Regions from separate parts of the Sus scrofa genome. Here region 2 is linked to region 1. Evidence: chromatin contacts called from public promoter capture Hi-C data. All regions are on one chromosome and are shown on one strand. Each heading gives the region's core, a stretch centred on a gene start, on an enhancer-like site or on the middle of the called end of the contact. The rest is flanking DNA. Distances are from core to core; before and after follow the strand shown.

Evidence for each region. Promoter capture Hi-C pulls out the DNA fragments that hold promoters and counts their contacts.
Region 2: a promoter capture Hi-C map of fetal liver shows a contact between it and region 1, with 4 times the contacts expected there. The contact joins the promoter of LGALS1 here to the promoter of LOC100510904 in region 1. A contact is called at or near these places in 3 of 5 promoter capture datasets (fetal liver, fetal skeletal muscle and liver), 19 of 47 Hi-C or Micro-C datasets (blood, brain, embryonic fibroblasts and 12 more) and 2 of 2 datasets of contacts at active chromatin or transcription factors (alveolar macrophages and skeletal muscle).

The regions. Positions count from the first base shown.
Region 1 is chr5:10,038,923-10,043,187 of Sscrofa11.1, forward strand. It overlaps LOC100510904 (histone H1.0), which reads right to left and starts at 2,320. Exons shown (of 1, transcript XM_003126037.4): 1 at 22-2,320. The coding sequence starts at 1,925. The coding sequence ends at 1,341.
Region 2 is chr5:10,149,414-10,154,129 of Sscrofa11.1, forward strand. LGALS1 (galectin 1) reads right to left here and starts at 3,101. Exons shown (of 4, transcript NM_001001867.1): 1 at 3,030-3,101; 2 at 1,667-1,746; 3 at 152-323. The coding sequence starts at 3,038. It overlaps LOC110260647 (a long non-coding RNA gene), which reads left to right and starts at 1,753. Exons shown (of 2, transcript XR_002343904.1): 1 at 1,753-2,114; 2 at 2,761-4,670.

The sequences.
Region 1 (4,265 bases), core at 1,070-3,569:
AGAAAAACACACTGCACGGGCTTTTTCCTTTTTTTTTTTTTTCAATTTTATTTTAAAGTTTCAAAATTACAAAGACAGCAAATTCTTCCCGGCACAAATAACACTTGTTTAAAAAGTAAAAGGGGGTTGGGATGGTGGGGGGGGGAGGGGAAGGACGCACAATTGCGCGTTTTCCCATTTTATTACAAAAAAGGGAAAGACTGTACAGGTTTTTTCTCCCAGCTCCCGGGTGTGAAACGTTAAGTCCTAGCCCTAGATTGTATATATACATATACACACATACACACAGACCTAGCTCTGTAAAACTACTTAGCAATTCAAAGTCAACTGCAGTATGTCTCACTGTCCACTCCCCGCCCCCCTCCTCCCCCATCTACAACTACTCATAAAAGACTCAGAAGTAAAGAGGTCAGGAGGTTTTTAAGTGGCGGGTGGCAGGGCTGGAGCCCCGGCCGACCACCTGGCAAAGCCATCTCTTGTACAGGAGGAACCAAAAATCAGGCGAAAAGGAAAAAAGGTCCTCCTAGGATGCAATCCGATGGTGTGGAAAAAAACCAAGTTTTAACAGGGCACTCTGAGGCACTTGGCTGACCCACTCCCCACCCTTCCCCCAAAGCTTCCTCTGCTGTTTCACAGGAGACCTTCGGAAGCCACAGAGGTCTCCCAATAGCTAGTCTCCAGCTGATTCTGAGAAGCCACAATTTCTAGGACCAGCTGTCATTTTGACCTCCTCCCCTCACCTAGGACAATAGGGAGGCTACAGGGGCAAAGGAACAGAAGTGAGAAGGAAACTGGATGTGGATGCCCCACTGCTCACCACTGGGAGGTGCAAATCAGCCCAGACAGGGTTTTTTGTTTTTTTTTTTCCCCTGCTCCCTCCTTTGCCGTCCCACTGATGCCACCTCTCTCCTCTCCGCTAACGTTCTGCAACTCACGAGGAGTGTTCAACTTAAAACCTTACCAAGGCTGGGCTCCCTGTCATCTTGCCACAAGCTACCTTGCCCCATTCTCCCCCGACTTTTACCTTCCGAATGAATCAACCATCCAACTGAACAAAACACACAAACCCACCCAAATCCCCCAAACCATAAGTAGATTAATGACAAATTAACAAAACAAAATAGAAGTACATCATTACAGAGATTTGTCGTTGCTGTCCTTGCATGACTGCTTCAAGAGAAATGAATTATTCCCTAATTTCTGAGGAATCCAAATTCTGTCTCTTTATAAAGTCAGACGAGGAAGGGGCAAAGGGTTGCAGATGAGGATCAAGTGAGAAGAAAAAAGTATTTACAGAAAACAGGAGACAGGCAGGAGTGTCCACAAGAAAAGCCTCATTGTCACTTCTTCTTGCCGGCCCTCTTGGCACTGGACTTCGCTTTGGGCTTCACTGGTTTGGCCTTCTTAGGCTTGGATGCCTTGACTGGTTTGGCTTTGACAGTCTTGGGTTTTTTGGCTTTCTTGGGCGTGGCAGCCGGCTTCTTCTTGGCCTTCTTGACCGGGGTTGCTTTGGGCTTCTTGCTTGGGGCTTTGGAGGCAGCCTTCTTGGGCTTGGCCGTCTTCTTTGGCGTGGCCACCTTCTTGACTTCCTTCTTCGTCTTCTTGAAGGCCACTGACCTCTTGGGCTCGTCGCTCTTGGCCAGGCGGAAAGACCCCGAGGCACCCACCCCTTTGGTCTGCTTGAGGACCCCGGTGGTGACCAAGCGCTTGATGGACAACTTGATCTGGGAGTCGGCGTTCTCACCCACCTTGTAGTGGCTCTTGATGTACTTCTGGATGGACTGGCGCGAGGAGCCAGCGCGGTTCTTCTCTGCCTGGATGGCAGCCACGATCATGTCTGAATACTTGGGGTGGTCTGTGGACTTCTTGGAGGCCTTGGCCCGCTTGGGCTTGGCCGCCGGGGTGGACGTGGAGTTCTCGGTCATGGTGGCCTGCCTGGTCCTGTGTTGAAGAAGGCGCCTTCCAAAGGGCCAGCCCTCGTCGGAGGCCGAGGGAAGCCTGATTCGGGATCTGCTCTGGGCGCTCCTGGCTCCCAGGCCAGGCCGGGGGCCGCCTCTCGGACCTGGCTCGGGTCGCGGGGAGGGGGGGCACTCGCTGGGCCGGCTCTGCGTGGCCCGGCCCCGCGGGTCTGTCGGTCGGTCTCAGCGCCCGGCTCTGCCTCCGCCTCCGCCTCCTCTGCCTCCCTTTTCCCAGCTCCGCGTCTGGCGCTCGGGCGGCGCATCCGGGTATTTAGCGGCGGCGGGCGGACCGCGGTGAGGACAGGGCTGCTGGCTGCCTGCTCCGGGCCCGGAATGGCGCCGCGCCGCCGCCATCTGTGTTTCTTCTGCCGAGCAAATCCGACCTTTCCCCCCGGCCCGGGCCTTCCCGCCCCCGCCGCCGCCCAGGGCCGCTGCCTGGCTCCCTGGGCTCCCCCGCCGGGCGTCCCGCCGGCCCGGCCGCCGCCCCCCGCGCCCGCCACGCGCCCCAAACGGCGCCGAGGACCGCCGGCGCGCCGGCACATTTCCCCTTTGCGGGGGGCTGGCTCTGCGGGGCCGGGGCGCCCCGGTGCGGGAAACCCCCCGTAGCAAAGCTCCCCCCTGGGGCTACCGGGGGCCCCGCTCCCGGCCCGCGGCGGGACCCCCCAGCCCGGCGGAGCGGCCGGAAAGCGGCCCCAACTAACACACGCGGCCCCGAGCCGGGCGACTCCCAGCCGGGCCGAGCCGGGACAGGGGGGAGGGGTCGCTCCCCCAGGGTCCGATCACCTCTCGGGGGTCATCCCGCTACCGGGCCCACCCGCACCTCTACCTTCTCTCTGTCCTTGGGGCCCCCAGGCAAACTTTCCCTGGAAGAGTTGGAAGGGCACTTTCAAACTTTGTCCCTGCCCCCTCCTCGGTCTCCTCTCCCCCACCGCGCCCCCTGACCTCTGCGTCGGGGTTCTGTCCTGAAGCCAGACCCCCCGTGCTGCCTGGGTCCCCTGAGGGAGTGACGAAGGGTCTTCCGAGTCACCCCCTCTCCTCAAAGACCCCCCACATCCCCCATATATCCTAGCCGGGAATTCATTTGTAGTCCTTCCTCAGCCCAGGAGTTTGGGGGTGTCATGAGACAGAGTTCGCTGCCCCCCACGCCTAGGGCCCAGCTGGGGGGGTCCAGGCTCCCTCCCAGGGCTCCTTGAAGGCAATGAGGGGGGGCGGTTCACAGTGAAGGAGCTGCCCCGCAGGCTCTAACCAAAGACTGTCTCAGGGGCCCCGGGGATGAGGAGAGGCCCTGAGAGCTTTGGGAGCTTGGGGAAACGGGGCTCCAGGGAGGGAGGTCGAGGAGGGGGTCCTGTTCCTGAGTCCTGACTAATCCTCAGAGAGTGGCAGTTGTTCAGAGAGCTGTGGCCGGGACCACCGCCATTTTGCTGGGAAGATGCAGTGTCTTTGTTACAATGTACACTTCTTCCCCCCCCCACTGCTTGGCAGGTACAGATGAGGAAAACCAGGGGTGCCACGGCTCCTAAGGAGTCTTGGGGGCTCTGAGGGGCTTTAGGGGTCCAGAGGCTAGCAGATAGGACCCCCGAGTTCCTGAGACCCCTCGTCTGCGACGGATGTCCTACTTGCGTGCGGCTCCCCCTTGGCAGGGGTCCTAGGTTGAGATGCCGGGATGCTCAGGCCTGGCTCCCTGAGCCCCTTCTCGCAACAACCTGCTTTTATTTCCTAAGCAGAGGCCCCTCACTCTTCCGCTTAAACAATACCCTGGTAGTGGGGGTTTACAGCAGGTCAAAACACTGAAGGTGGCTCTCTCGGGTTTAGTCCCCCAGAGCTGTTTGCAGACAGCCGCTGTGGAGGAGGGGAGGGGGTCAGGGGTTGGAGGGTTTAGATGGGGGGATTGGAAGGTGTGTGGGGGGCGTGTCTCTTCGGGACTTGCCAGTCTCTGAGACCAGGGACATTAATGGGTTCCCCCCCCACATCAAGGGATGGATTAATCCAGATGATTGGGAAGGGGGAGGGGGAGTCCTGAGACTCGGTATCGGTAGAGGATTCCTCTCCCCCCACCTCACAGCTTATCTCAGTGGCACAGAAGGGCCAGGGTAGTTCAAAAGGTCAACCTTCTCCTTTGGCTGATGTCAATCACCCCGAAGTTTCCAGATTTGAAAACACAACATTCCGGTGGGTTTGTTTGGGTTATTTTCCAAAGACAATTCTGGTTCCCACTAAGACCTAGATGGGAAAAATAGGCATCCACAAAGAACAGCCCCAGGTTCCGAGATGTTCCCCACTGTGCTTCCACAGACAGGTCACCCCCGC
Region 2 (4,716 bases), core at 1,851-4,350, 110 kb after region 1:
AGGTTGGGAGAGGGGGGGTGACGCTTGCTGGGGATACAGGAGAGGGGAGGGAGGGGAGGGGGGGCAGGGTGGAACCCAGGTCTCTAGCCACTAAACCCAGCTCGGCCCCAGCCTGCCCAGCACGCCGCCCCACCCCCAGGCCCCAGCCCACCTCCACGACACTTCCAGGCTGGAAGGGGAAGGCCGACTCCCGCTGCTCGGCCCCCCAGGCCCCGCCGTCCTTGCTGTTGCACACGATGGTGTTAATGTCTCCGTGCATGTCGAAGCGAGGGTTGAAGTGCAGGCACAGGTTGTTGCTGTCTTTGCCCAGGTTCAGCACGAAGCTAGGGGGTGACAGGTGGGCTTGAGGTCCCCTCCACCGGCTGCAGTCCCCAGACTGACCAGTCCGTGCCCGTCAGTCCACTGGTAGTGCACCTCCCCGGGGGCACTGTTGAGCCGAGAGGCGGGAAACCTGGATTCCAGCCGTGGCCCTGCCACCTCCTTGCCTTGTGACCTGCAGCAAGTCTCTGCCCCTGTCTGGCTCTCAGTTTTCTCATCTGCACAGTGGAGTCTTGCAGACAGGTTTGTGTCCCAGTCCCTGTGGTCAAGGTCAGAGACTCCCTGCAATGGTGACCTCTGGAAGGGCGAATGTCCTGCCTGTCTCATCTGTCTCTGTAATCCTGGAGCTCAGCATGATGTGTGACACACGGTGGGTGCTCAGTAACAGTGCGTTGGGAGTTCCCGTTGTAGCTCAGTAGCTGTAGCTCCGATGCGACCCCTAGCCTCAGAACTTCCACATGCCGTGGTGAGGCCCTAAAAAGCAAAAAAAAAAAAAAAAAAAAAAAAGAACCCGACATAGTGTCTGTGAGGAGTTGGGTATTTGGGTTCAATCCCTGGCCTCACTACGTGGGTTAAGGATCCCGTGTTGCCGCAAGCTGTGGCATAGGTCACAGACGCGGCTCGGATCTGCGGCTGCAGCTGATTCAACCCCTAGCCCAGGAACTTTGTCTTAATGGGCCCCCGTAAAACAAACAGAAAACAACTGTAGGGCGAAGGATGGAATAATGATAATACATTTGCTGAGCGGAGGTAAGGCAACGCCTACCTCTGAGGGTTTGGTAAGGAATGAAATGCCCGGAGCGTATGAAGTGCGCGGCTCTTTCTACCGTCTGCTGGTCCTCATCTTCACTGAGGATCCAGCATCTCACCTCCACTGAAACACCTCCCGCCTCCATTAGCTGATTAGTACACGAGGCTCAGGGCGGTTGGTGGACTGGTCCGAGGCTGCGGAGAAGTAGGCCCGCTGGCCGACCGAGCGATGAGTTAAGGAGCCAAGGAGTGCGAGGCGCAGAGCGAAGAGCGCAGAAAAGACCGCCGAGCGAAGGCAGCGGCGGTGACACCTTTTCAGTCCCTCTCCCCGCCCACAGCAGGGAGGAGGGGAAGGCCGGCCGAGGCAATGACGAAGCCGCAGCTGGTTTAGTTTGAGAGGGGCGACCGTGGTAGGGGCGTCCAGACCCCGCGGGAGAAGTGACTCACCCAGAAGACGCAGCCTCAGCGGCTGCAGACACTAACCCCGCCCCGCTGGGGGGAGGAGCCAGGCCGGCCACGCCCCCTGCCAGCGCCGGGCGGGACCCTGGCGCTGGAGCCCCCGCCCCTACCGCCCGCAGCCCTCGCGTCGCCCCCTCACCTCTTGGCGTCCGGAGCCACCTCACCCCGCACTTTGAGGCACTCTCCCGGTTTGAGATTCAGGTTGCTGGCGACCAGACCCTGCGCAGACAAAACCCCACCCTCGGGGTTAGAGGACGCAGTGGGGAGAAAGGGCGTGGGTGGGGTGGGGTCGTCCCCACTCTGGATGCTCTGACCAGGTCGACCTGAAGCCTGGGGACCCTGGCTGCAAGTTCGAGATTCTCCTTCTCCGTGTGGTCCTGGCAACTCCCCACTCTCAACCATTAAGTTTTTTCTGTGTAACATGACTGAGGTTTCAGAAGACAGGATCTAGAAGTTTCTGCGGCTCAGCCTGGGATTTTAGATGCAGAGTGGCCTGGGAGGTGGGGTGCTATGCGCCATCACCCCATTGAATAGATGGAGAGAGCCAGGCGCCGAATGGGTCACATTGCGAGTTGGGGACCAAGAAGGTGAGTCTGCCCCTCTTCTGGAGAGGAGGAGACCTGGGCCGCCCCCCACCACGCCCTTCGTCCCCCACCACGCCCTTCGGGCGCCTCTGTGCAGAGAGGCGCAAAGGCTGGAGAGGCGACTCCCCTAAGGAGCACAGCCAGGCCCCTCTAAGAAGGGAGAGTAGCCTAGGGCTGGAGTCTGAAGCCTGGCTGGCTCAGGGTTAACGAGATCAAGCCTACAACTTAACTGGTGTGAGTGGTTCCTTCAGCCAGAAACGTAACCCCTCCCCCCCCGGGGGGGCCTGGAGAACATTCTTGCTTCCTTCCCACTCTTTTATCACACACACCCACCTCCTAGCTTGGGGGAAATGGGTGGTGGGGAATTCCCCCAGCCCCCACCTGACCTGCGGGGACAGACCCACCCTCCCCCGGCTAACCCAGGCAAGCTCCCTCTGGGCAGCCTGGCTCAGGTCCTGGCGACTTTTCAGAGCTCTCTGGAGCAGAGGGTGACTCTGCCCTGGCCCAGTGGCTGGGGACAGCTGCAGGGGGGAGGGGACAGGAGGCTCTCTGGGGTGTAAGAGGGGGAAGGGACAGTGGCCTGGGCGCCATCAAAATACACCAGCCCCCATCTCCAGCCGGCCACACCCTTCCCACTCCCACTTCTCAGATTACTGCGGGATGTCAGAAATGGGCAGAAATACTGTGCTGTCAGACCCTGGAGGAATCCAGAAAATTCTTAAGCCAGAGAAGACTTCGGGAGACCATAGCGCCCACCCCCATTTCACAGACGCGGCCACTGAGGCCCAGAAAAGAGAAGACACTTTGTTCAAGGCCACGCCCTAGGAACTAGAACCCAGATCCTGATCTGCCTTCACTCTGCCCCGGCTGTCTGCCCCACGCCATCCCTGGGCCTTGGGGTGGGGTCCCCATACTCACACAAGCCATGACTGAGGAGACAAGGATGTTCCTACAACTGCAGCACCAGCTGTCCGAAGACTCTACCGGAGAGAAGGGCCGCCGGCCTCTCCCACCCTTTTAACTGGACCAGACCCCGGTGAGTCCCGCCCCCTGGGGGCTCAGCCAATTGTAAGTCAGGACAGGGATGGGGGCCACGGGGAGGTGGAGTCAATGGAATTTTGAAGCCTGTTCTGGAGCAGAGGTGACCAATCAGAGTGGAGACCCCCCCCCAATTCCTTCCCAGCCACTCCCCCAGGATCAAGACTCCACCTCCCATTTTGCTTCATCCTTCCCTACCCGCACCCCCGCCAAATTGTGCTGTGGCAGGGATTGGGGGAAACCAGTGGAAAATAGTTTGAGGATGAGCTAGACCCAAGCGTTGGTGGGAAGAGAGCCAGGGGCAGCTGCCTGAGTTCAGGGGGTACTAAGAGAAGGTGGCCGAGGGGGTGCAGGGTCCTTCAAAGAATTAGTTCTGGGGTTTGCAAGGCTGCTCCCTGGAAGGAGCCAGGGCGTGGCCGGCTGTTGGGGGGGGCAATCTCTGCGGAGGGCCCAGAACCATTAACCACAGAGCCCCGGCCCCGCCCGGGCCTCCCCCGGAAGCAGGGATTACTGCTGCTGCTCGTGCTCCTCACAAGGGCTAAAGAAAGACTGGGCTGGTGCCAGGCCTGAGGCTGCCGCCCAGGCTCAGGGCTCAGACCTCAGGCTTGGAGCCTCCCGAGGGGCCTGCAGGGGATCCTCCAGGGGCCTCCGCCTGACAGCTTCTGGCCTCTAAGAGGATAAGCCCTGGGAGGGCCCAGGGTGAGCCAGGCCATGAGGGGTTGGGGTCCCTGGGCTGTGCACCCCCGTCCGCTCTCCTCACATCTCTCCCTCTGACACCAGGCACAGCCTTTCCTTTCTCCATCCAGTCAGCAGATGCTTTACTGATCCCTACTGCTCCTCGGTCCTTGCTCTCAGTGGCCCACCGTTGGGGCAGAATCTCACCATGAACCTGAGAAGTAGCATGACGCTGGTTCTGAGCAAAGTGGTGAGATGCTCCAGAACAGGAAGAAGGTGGGTCTCGAAGGATGGACAATGGAGCAGGGACTGGCATTGCAGCATGGGCCAAAGCTCAGAAATGACAAAGCACACATCTGGGGAACAGTGAGCATGTGGGCATGGCTGGAGTTTAGGGTGTGCTGGGGAAGATGGGGCACGAGGCTGGGAGGCCAACTGGATCATGAAGGGCCTCACTGAAGGACTGGGGCATTGTTTTGTCCCAAGGCACTAGGGAGCCACAGAAGGTTATAGAGAGGGTGAATACTGAGGCCAGATTTAGGCTGCAGGAAAATCGCCATAGCACCAGAGGTGAGGGTGGATCGGAGAGGGACTCACCTCATCCTCAGAAAGCAGGTAGAGAGAGGGGCGTGGGGAGCCCTGGGCAAGGTGGGGGCTTGCTAAAGGAGTTACCCGTGGGGCCTCCTTCTGCATATCACCATCCCCCTTCCGAAATTGCCAGCACTGAACAAGGAGGAAGATGCAGACCAGAAATGACTCACATCTGGAGGGCAGGCCAGCAAATCCACCCTGCCCCGCGCGCCTCCACAGCCCGGCCTTGTCTCCCTCATCTTCCTCCAGGTGGCCGAAGCCCTCGCTGGCACAGGAGGAGAAGGGGGTGCGTGGGCGGAGA